Linked DNA regions of Athene noctua: region 1 is linked to region 2. Evidence: chromatin contacts called from public Hi-C data. All regions are on one chromosome and are shown on one strand. The core of a region is the stretch at or near the end of the contact, and the rest is flanking DNA. Distances in the headings are between cores, read along the strand shown. Region 1 holds the start of LRRC9 (leucine rich repeat containing 9). Region 2 holds the start of JKAMP (JNK1/MAPK8 associated membrane protein).

Evidence for each region. A called contact is a pair of places that touch in the nucleus more often than the background predicts.
Region 1: a contact with region 2 is called in a Hi-C map of heart, with 5 times the contacts expected there. The contact joins the promoter of LRRC9 here to the promoter of JKAMP in region 2. A contact is called at or near these places in 2 of 2 Hi-C or Micro-C datasets (heart and liver).

The regions. Positions count from the first base shown.
Region 1 is chr6:43,677,199-43,681,980 of bAthNoc1.hap1.1, reverse strand. LRRC9 (leucine rich repeat containing 9) reads right to left here and starts at 2,015. Exons shown (of 42, transcript XM_074909185.1): 1 at 1,968-2,015; 2 at 960-984; 3 at 907-957. The coding sequence starts at 2,015.
Region 2 is chr6:43,486,687-43,491,594 of bAthNoc1.hap1.1, reverse strand. It overlaps JKAMP (JNK1/MAPK8 associated membrane protein), which reads right to left and starts at 2,181. Exons shown (of 7, transcript XM_074908802.1): 1 at 2,125-2,181; 2 at 1,859-1,950; 3 at 950-1,104. The coding sequence starts at 2,179. L3HYPDH (trans-L-3-hydroxyproline dehydratase) reads left to right here and starts at 1,941. Exons shown (of 6, transcript XM_074908799.1): 1 at 1,941-2,023; 2 at 2,329-2,825; 3 at 3,117-3,286; 4 at 3,616-3,738; 5 at 4,621-4,762. The coding sequence starts at 1,941.

The DNA of each region.
Region 1 (4,782 bases), core at 766-3,265, 190 kb before region 2:
TAAGTTCTCATCTTAGTCAAGAGATTTAACCAATATAGCCAAAGGATCCTGAAAAGCCATTCAGATGACCGTGTTTATGCTACACTAAATTGACTTATTCTATAGGTTCCCTTGACTAAAGATGGAATTCAGAGTTCTGTTGCAATTTCAGAGACCTTGAAGTATCTTGCAGCAGCTGTTCCAGTAGGTACAGTTTTCTAAATATCCTCCTAGATATGTGTGGTGTCTAAGATACCTGGAGGCAAGTAAAGTGGCACTAGACAGATGCATCTACGGAGCTGAACCCTGTCCTTGATTTCCACTGACTGTAATGGCAGCCTAGAAAGGAAATGCCTATCTAGACAACTGCCTGTAGACACCTAAATCAAGGTGTGTTAAATTGGTGTGGGACACCATTTAAAAACTCTAACCAGTTCATAGTAGACAAAATTTCCACAGTTAATCACCCAATTCTGCTCACAATGATCCAGTCTACAAAAATGCAGGACCACATCAAAACTGCGAGATTTATTTCGATGAAATTTATATAACAAGCTTATTTATCTTTCTGTATACAAATATTTCTGCAGGGCATTTCAGAAGGAACAGAGACAATAGAGAGAGCTGTACCTTAAAAGTCATTTACTCTGAAGATACTCTCTTGAGAGATTCTCCTTTCTGCATCCTAACTGCTAACATGTTTCCCATGGTTCTGAAACATTCAGATCACAACAAACTGTTATTAATGCATGACCTACACCACCTTTGGGGCATTCCAGAATGGAAACCTACCTACAGATGGTATCTCTAGAGAAGCAAAAATAATTGTATATTCTAGCAAGGGCATTGATATTTATAGGCGTACTGAGAGAAAACAAACAAACAAACAAACAAATAAATAAATAAGATCAAACCCAAATTAATAACTTAGCAGCTCCATAATTATTTCTACAAGGTTCTGGGTTTGGTTATCAGCTGCATCACCTTTTGAGTTCTCTGCAGTGACTATTATTTCTTATTCTCTTCTTAGAAAAAGTACAGTAATATTATCAGCTGTGTAGCCACTCACATAATTTGAAAGTCACTGAATTTCCAAGAAGTTTGGAAAGAAGATCTAAATTCCTAACAGATTGAATTCCAGAATCTGTTATTTCTAATGAAGTCAGAATGGATATTGCAAGAGAAAAAAGCTAAAAATGCCTGGAATACTTTATTACTTTTTAAATTAAGTTTTTTAGATTCTAAAGGTGCAGAAATTAGTATAGTACAAGCTATTCTGACCCACCTTCATAAGGAAGGGTGAGGAATTGTGCCCCCTTATCCTTGTATTGGACTCAGGAAATTGTATTTGCACAAAGCATAAAGATGCCATAAAAAAGAACCAGAGCTCGTAATTCACCAAAAACCTCAAGAAAAGCCCCTCTGCATGTTGGTGAAAATATATCAGAATATAATTGAGAGTATAAAACCTCTGCTACAATGTTTTAAGTAATCACACAGCTGCTGCAATTATTCTTTAGTTATCAAACACTTATTAGTAATAAGAAAATGATTGTTACAGATTTTTTTTTGAAAGCACTTACATGGTTTATTAACCACAGTACGCACAAACTTAACACACCGCATCCATGCTGCTTTTGAATTTCTGCCACAGTACTTAACAACTCACAGCCTCTCTAGTGAGTAATTTAGGACAGGAAACGAAGAATAAATTTTTCCATTTACAACAGCTAAGGAAATTACATTAGACCTGAATTAGATTTGGGTGGATGCCTGCTCCCCTGGGCTCCGGTGGGGAGCTCAGGGAGTTGTTCTACCTGGCCTAGAAGGGACACGCCTCTGCCAGCATCCCTTCTAGATCACTGCCTCCACAAACAGTTTCCATATAGCACATTCCCGCAGAGCACTGCCACGGGTTTGCCCACCGCGGCCTGGCGAAGGCCCCAGCGCCGGGCAGGGCCGAGCCCTCAGGGCGGCCACTGACCCACCCCCCGCCCAGGCCCAGAGAGCCGCCGGCTGGGTGGGGCACACCGCATCGCCCCGCCCGCCGGCGGGCTGAGAGCCAACCGGAGGCGAGTGCGTAAGCAATGACCCGCCCACGGGCTGGGTGGGGCAGAGCAGCAGCCAATCGGAGGCGTGTGTGCGGGGAGGGACAGGGCGCGTGCGGCGGGGTACGGGCCATGGCAGTTGCCTCAGTGAGCGGAGGGCTCAGCACCAGTGCGCCCAGTGAAGTGGGGCGGCGGGAACTGGGTCCGTGCGATCCTCTGCCGCGCTAGGTCAGCGGTTTGACAGCAACACACTGCAGACCTTCCCATCCCGGGCACCTGGCCTAGTGCTCGTCTTTAATTTAAGCTGCAGTGACTTTTCCTCTTGCTCTGTTAATGCGTGGGGTGGTAGAGTGCAGCGGATAAACTGGTTTGTGACATGTCAAAAAAAAGGGTCAGAGAGTTTCTCCCTTGGTCAGGAAGGGAGTCACGTCTGTGCAGCAGTTTATCTTCAGCGGACAACGTCAACTGGCTGTGCCGCATGGCAGCACAAAAGCTTACCGTGGCTTAGCTTAAATCAATTAGAAATGTAACTGTGGGATAAAATAGGGCATTCTTAAACCGAAAGGACCGTGTGCACTGAGCCATTTCCACTGCATTAATGATATTAATTTAAGAACAATTATAATTCAGTCACTGGTTTGTTTGGGTTTGTTTGTTTTTTTTTTTTTTCATGCAGTGAGACCAGCTGAACATTTTCCAGGGGTAGGATTGCTCAGCAAAAAATTGGATCTTTGCTGAAACAAATGTCATCAAAGATGTTTGATTTGTGAGTAAGGAGGTTAAATCTATTGAAAATTGCTAAGATTTCTGTTAAAGTTTTTGTATTAATATTTCGTAACATTTTTAATGGAGAGGGAGAAATTTTCTCAAGCATTTCCACAAAGACAGATGAATGTCTGTCACTCGTTACTTGCACTGCTATTTCACACCGCCGGATGTCACTCCAAGTCCACATAAGGCAACCAGCTTCTGTTTATTTCTACATTGTGTAAGAGGTTCTGGTTTGGTTTTAGACTTCCCTGTCCATAGGTGCTACATTTCACTTGCCCAAAGACATTATATAGATATATATATCTCGCTTCTTTTAGCAGAAGTCAGTAACAGGGTAAATCTGTGGGTCCAAATATGCTCTCCTGAATTAACATACCGTAAAAAGTACATAACGGAACAATTTGAAATTTAAAAATGCTCTGAAGACTGTGCACACTTTCTAATTCAAGGAAAAAAACAATCATCTGCTCTGAGCCTTCTCCAGAGAAATTTTTATGTAATTCTGCTTAAGGGGAGTATGTTCTGTTCTCTACACCAGATCCTGTAAGAAAGCTGGTCTTGTTTAACAAAGTGCTCCTTTCCTTTCTCGTTGACAACGAATCTTAGGCACAACCTTCTCAGTGAATTAGTTTAGGCAGCTAGGCCAACTGATACCATTTTGTGATCTGTTTAATATATTTTAAACAGCAGTTGAATGAATTAGCACTGAAACTGGACATTGCATCCAAATTCAGATATTCATTGGTACTATTAGTAGCCAAATGCAACTGCTTTTCTTTCTGAGCATCAAGCAGTATGACTCATTATTGGCAGTGAGGAAAGCCAAATGATCTAATTTGTGTATAGGGAGTTCTGATTGACTGGAAAGCACTCCTCTCTTACCAGAAAGTAGTTCTTGTAAAAGTCAGCATTATTGTTCCACACTTTTAGTCCTTTCTAGGTGATTGAATTATCTCAGAGTGACCTGCTCTAGCAGCCTAAAATCTGTGTGTGTAACATTCCTAATCTCTTCAACTGCAGCAAACATGCATGGCATGGCAGCATTACAATGGTAATCATTAACTCAGCTCGTTAAGAGGTAGCTAATGTTACTGCTAGATAATCTTGTGTTGGTTTATAAAGCTGTTCAAATGTATATTTTCATGTACAGTATTTTAAAAATGTCTGGCAGCAGTTGCTAGGCTTCTCTTTTAATGCAAAAAATTTTCAAACCTATCCAAAGCTGAGTTAATAATTTCAAGTGTGTTATCTTTCACCTTCTGCTGTGGCACATTCTGCTAAAGATTTTTAGTATAATTTGAAATAATTTCATAGCATAGACAAAGCAACTGTTTAAATGCTGATGGAGCTTTGCTGCTGTATATTTACTTTTGGAATTGTCCTTGTAGTGTTGCTGACTACCATAGAAACTTTTGGAATAATGCTAATCAGATTCTCTTGGATCACTGTGCATCATAGGTGTGTCTTTCTGCCTCTGCCTTCTACTGCTGTTGATATTTTTATAGGCTGGTAGATGATTTGGTTTTACTGGCGTTGCTAAATAGTCATCACTGTATTTGTAGAAGGGTCTCCATCCTTAAAAAAAATACCATTTGTAATCTATGTGCAGTTTTTTGTCTGCTTCTGTTTTGTATCACTGGAATATTTCTGACTTCCACTGTGTCATTTACCAAGTGCTTCTGGTATCATCTCTGCAAGTCCGTGCGTATTTAGGTAAAATATCAGATTAAGTGGCAGGAAGCAGTCCTGACAGACCTTGTGTGTTTAAGAGGGATTGCATTTTAGAAACTAGGCTCTCTATGCCTTAGTGTTAATAAAACTGTAAGTACTTTAGCTAGTTTTTAGGATCAGGTAAGATATATGAGGTAGTTTTGGGGTTGTTTTTTCTAATAATTTTAGTAGTATAACTATTTTGATGTGAGACATGCCTATGTCTTTTGAAGGATTTAGAATAATAGATTTCCCATTAAGCACCTGGGAATTG
Region 2 (4,908 bases), core at 932-3,431:
ATTTTGCAAACACTATTGAAAATTTAAATGCCAACTGGGAAGTGGAGGCCCACTGCAGTGGAGAATCTTCTACTGAGTTCCACATGACCAATGACAGGACAATGCTGCTCAAACAAAATGTATCTGAAGCTGAATGTGAAAACTCATTTACAACCTCAGATGATTTAATGTGTAAGATGTGACTGAACAACATTCCAGCTTCTTAAACGAAAGCTTGCTGTAGCATAAGCATCCTGTCAGGTGAGGGACAACACCACTCAAGCAGTTGCAGCTTCAAAGAAAGTGTCAGTGAGGATTAGACACCACACTTACATATAATATAAGCAAAATTTTCAAAGCTGCGCTTGTTAAAGACAGTATATATTAATATACTAAACTCTCTCAGTCCCCTATGTTTTCAGTGTTTAGTACACTCAAGTCATTACTTCTTAAAACTTTCACTCTCGCACCTAATGGCTACATGCAGCTGTAGTTTTAAACCCCTTTTTTACAGAACTTCCTTCATGCACCGTGTTGACATAAAAGTTACATCAGCTATGCTATCAGGACCAAACCCCACTATACATATTCCTAAAGAGAAAACTCAAACCCATTCTCTCACTGCATCAGGGCCTCTGCAGCTGATAGGTCTGCCCCAGGAGAGAGGGAATGACACACTCCTGCCCGCTACTGGAGAACCCAATCCAGCCCCAATTGCCAGATGCACTGGGCACCACCACATTAAGGAGATACAGACCATGCCCTAAGGGCAGCAACTGACAAGAACCTGCAAGACTATTATATGTGTAAATAACACCCCCCTCCAGCTGCCCAGAGCTTATGTGCAACTGTATCAGCTCAACCAACAGCGTGAACTACTGGACTGTTCAATTCAGCATCTCAGATTGATCACTGATGGATATGAGACTTCCATTTTTAAATAACTTATCTGAAGAAGGGGCATACGAACCTCTTTTTTCCTGAATACCATTCAATAAAGAACCAGTGTAAAACCAGGGGAAGCATGGCCATGAAGCCAAGGTACAGCCAGTCATAGCGGTCTGGAGATCCCGTACATTCTCGGCAGATTTTGTTGTCATCAGTTCTTTGACCTCTAGGGCATACCTACAAAAAGTAGAGACTGTATCTACAAGGCATCTGAGTACTATAACGAATCACTACAGTTCCTGCTTGAAGTAGTATTCAGAATGAATCACTACAGATCCTGCTTGAAGTAGTGGCAAGAAATGTATGTGTTTTTTAAAGAGATGAAACACTAACCTCAGCAATTTATCAGCTTACACTGGCCTTGCTCTCTCTGGGTCTTTCTTCTTAATATAAAAAAAGGTGAAGCAGATTTAAAAGGCTTCAACCAAGGCTCCCTTTTCCTCTCCTGCTGTCACACCATCGTGTCCCTTTCACTGCTAGGCTCACTCACCAGGCCACTGATAATCTCTGTCCCCCAGAGTTTCTTGCTCCCTGTTCATTCCACCCTCCCTGGATCTTGTTCTCCTTTAGTACTCCAATAAAATCAGTGAGCAGAGCGATTTCAGCACCATCCACTTCTGTTCCTGCTTTCGCAGCCCCTCCGCTCAGCTCCGGCTTAGCACCGAGCCTTCAGCACCTCCTTCGGGCAGGTTTCATCAACCAGTTCCTGCTTCCGGACAGGGAGCTCCGTCCGCGCTCTGCAGCCCCCCTCTCCACCTGATCCCCAAAGCACCTCGGGGCCGGGCTGCGGGCCGCGGTGCTGCCTACAGCGGGATCCGCATCAGCCTCCGGAGCGGTCCGGGCAGCGCTGCCGACGCCGGGCTCAGCCCGGGGGGGGGGGAGCGGGGCCATCCCCCCTGCTCAGGCCCAGCCTCTCCCGCGCCGCACTTACCCCGCAGTCCCCGTAGGTCTCCACGGAGCCGTTGACCGACAGCACAGTCCTGCCGCAGTACAGCCCGAGGCAGGCGGGCTGGATGTCCACAGCTGCGGGGAGAGCGCAGCGCACGTTACCGCGGCGCTCCGGCCCGGCCCGCCTCGCACCACCGCGGCTCCCCCACAGCCACCGCGCGCCACCGCCGGCCCAGCTCCAGCCGCTGACACCCCCGCCCCCCATCATCCCGTCCCCAGCCCGGTACCGCCCGGCCCGGCCCGTCCTACCGGAGCGGAACATGGCGCTGACCCGCGGCGCGCCCTCCGCGCGACACTTCCGCATCCTCGGGGGCGTGGCCACGGCCGAGGGGCGGGGCGGTGCTGCCCGCGGGTGACGGGCGGGGGCGGGGCCGATCGGGGCGGGGCGGGGCCGAGGGCGGGGTTGCGCGGGGCGAGGGCGATGGCGGCGGCGGGCGGCGGCGCGGGGCTGCGGCTGCCGCCTCACTCGCCCTCGGGGCTGGTGCTGCGGACGGTGGAGATGCACACGGGCGGCGAGCCGCTGCGCATCATCCCGCGGCTGGAGGCGGCGGAGGAGGCGGTGGCGGGGGGGGGGCTGTCGCTGCTGTCGCTGCGGCGGGAGATGGCGGCCACGCAGGACCATGTGCGGCGGGCGCTGATGCACGAACCGCGGGGCCACGACGGCATGTACGGGGCGGTGGTGGTGCGCGGCGGGGCGGCCGCCGCTGGCGCCCATCTGGCAGCGCTCTTCCTGCACGGCGCCGGCTACAGCGCCATGTGCGGCCATGCCGTCCTGGCCCTCGGCCGCTTCGCCCTCGACTACGGGCTGGTGGCGGCTCCCGACCGCCCCGAGACCGCCGTCCGCCTGCGCTGCCCCTGCGGGCCTGTCACCGCCTTCGTGCCCTGGGACGGCCACCGCAGCGGCAACCCCGTCCGCTTCCACAGCGTGCCCGCCTTCGCTGCCGCCACCGGTGGGAACCAGGCCCGCTGCGCTGGGCTCCGGGGTGGGGTTGGTGGTGGCCGTGCTGGGCTTGGGGGCTGGCAGCCTGGCTGAGGGTATCTGGCAAATCCTTCTCCGATTCTGATGTTCTTCGGAGGCCACCAGGGATGGCATAAGGCATCACAAGCTGCTCTGGCACAGGAGCACTCGAGTCATCGTTGCTAACCCTCCCCTCCCGCGTGGCTGGGTCCCTTCACTCTGTGTGCGAGCCCATAGCTCAGCACAGTTCCCCCTCCTCACCACCCTCCCTTTCTCTGCCCAGACTTGGCCATTGATGTCCCGGGTCACGGGAAGGTGGTGGTCGACATCGGCTATGGCGGCACTTTCTACGCCTTCCTCAGCGCTGAGCAGCTGGGCCTTGATGTGTGCTCTTCGAAGACCAGAGACCTTGTCAATGCGGCGAGCGCGGTGACAGAAGCGGTGAAGAAACAGGTACGGCAGAGTGCTGCGGCACCCCCGCGTGTTCCCTTCGGGGTGACTGCACCAGACCAAGGCCCTTTATTCCCCCCAGACGCTCAGGATAGGAGGGAGTCCTATCCTTCCAGCCTCGTGTTGAATTTCAGAGTCCTCCAACCTCACAAGAATGTGAGGAGTTTGCTGTCCTCCTGCTGCGCTTGTCTCTGTTGCTGGAGAAGCAGAGATGGAGACGCAGCAGTGTGGCCTCGTCCCCCTCCTCTGGTCTCTTGAGGAAGCTGTGCTGCATGTACTGCTGACAGGCCAGCTGCTGCGTGCCTTAGTGAACCTGTCTGTGCTGTTCCCAGTTCAAGCTTCATCACCCTGAAAGTGAAGACCTGGCGTTCCTCTACGGCACCATACTGACAGATGGGAAAGATGCCTTCAGTGAGGAGCCCACCACCAACATCTGTGTGTTTGCAGATGAACAGGTATAGAAATGGGCTCTTCCCAGGCACACAAGGCATCACCTTTTCCTGTCCTACATCCACTGCAGAGACAAGGGAGGCTTCTGCTTCTTCTCAGTTTGGGCAGTGATCATTGCTTTTGCTAACGTGATGTCTCTGAAGAGCTGAATGTCACTTAACACATGCTGGTTTAGTTCCTAATGACAGGAAGACTACTGCACATCTTCAATGATGGCATTTATAAAGGCTCGTACCCATGTCCTGTAGGTAGGAATTTCTCAAGAGTTCAGGGGCTGAGGCAGGATTGCAACATAGTGCATGTCCTAATTTAGGGAACAGTTGCGGGAGATGAACAGAGCAAGAGAGAAAAGAGGGAGTGTAAACTTCTGTCCTTGTCTGCACTGGATAGGGTATCACAGAAATAGCAGGGGAAGTTTTTGTTGGAGTTCCGAGCAGGGAGGAGTGTGGAGCACTGGGACAGACCACCTCGGAAGGTGGCCAGCGCTGTGGTTTTGGAGGTTTTAAAAACCAGGCTGTCCAGCAGCTCTCAGTGTAAGGAGAACTGATCCTACCTTGACACGTGGGAATGGGGCAGGTGGCCTCTGCCCCTCCCAGCCCTTTTGCTGTGATGCTGGGAAGGTTTCAAGTGCTCCCTAAATAGCCTCAATATTCATTAGATCACTCACCCCTACAAGTTTGCCAAAGCTGATTGCAATCCAAAACTACCCCAAACCTGCTTATTTTTTATTCTCATTAGTAATGTATCTGGATTCAATACAAAACCCTGGGCTAGAGGGGTTTCCCCCAAGCACATATGAAGGTGGCAAAGAGAAATGAGGGGAGCAATACTGTTTTCTATTAAAACCCAAAATGCTAGAGCTGGTTCATCTTCTCTTCTGAATATAGGTTGACCGAAGTCCGACAGGTTCGGGTGTGACAGCCCGCATCGCCTTGCAGTACCATAAGGGCCTCATCCAGCTGAACCAGACCAGAACCTTTCGGAGCAGCACCACAGGCTCCTTGTTCACCGGGAAGGCAGTGAAGGCAAGTGGCTTGTGCTGGACTTGCCCTCTGTCTTGAGGACTACTGGAAAAGTGCTGTTGCCTTGGCTCAGGGGAGCAGCAGGAAAAGCCTTTCTGTGCCTGGGGAAGCATCTATGGAAGGAGGGAGATGCCTGGGGGGTCTTGCCTTCTC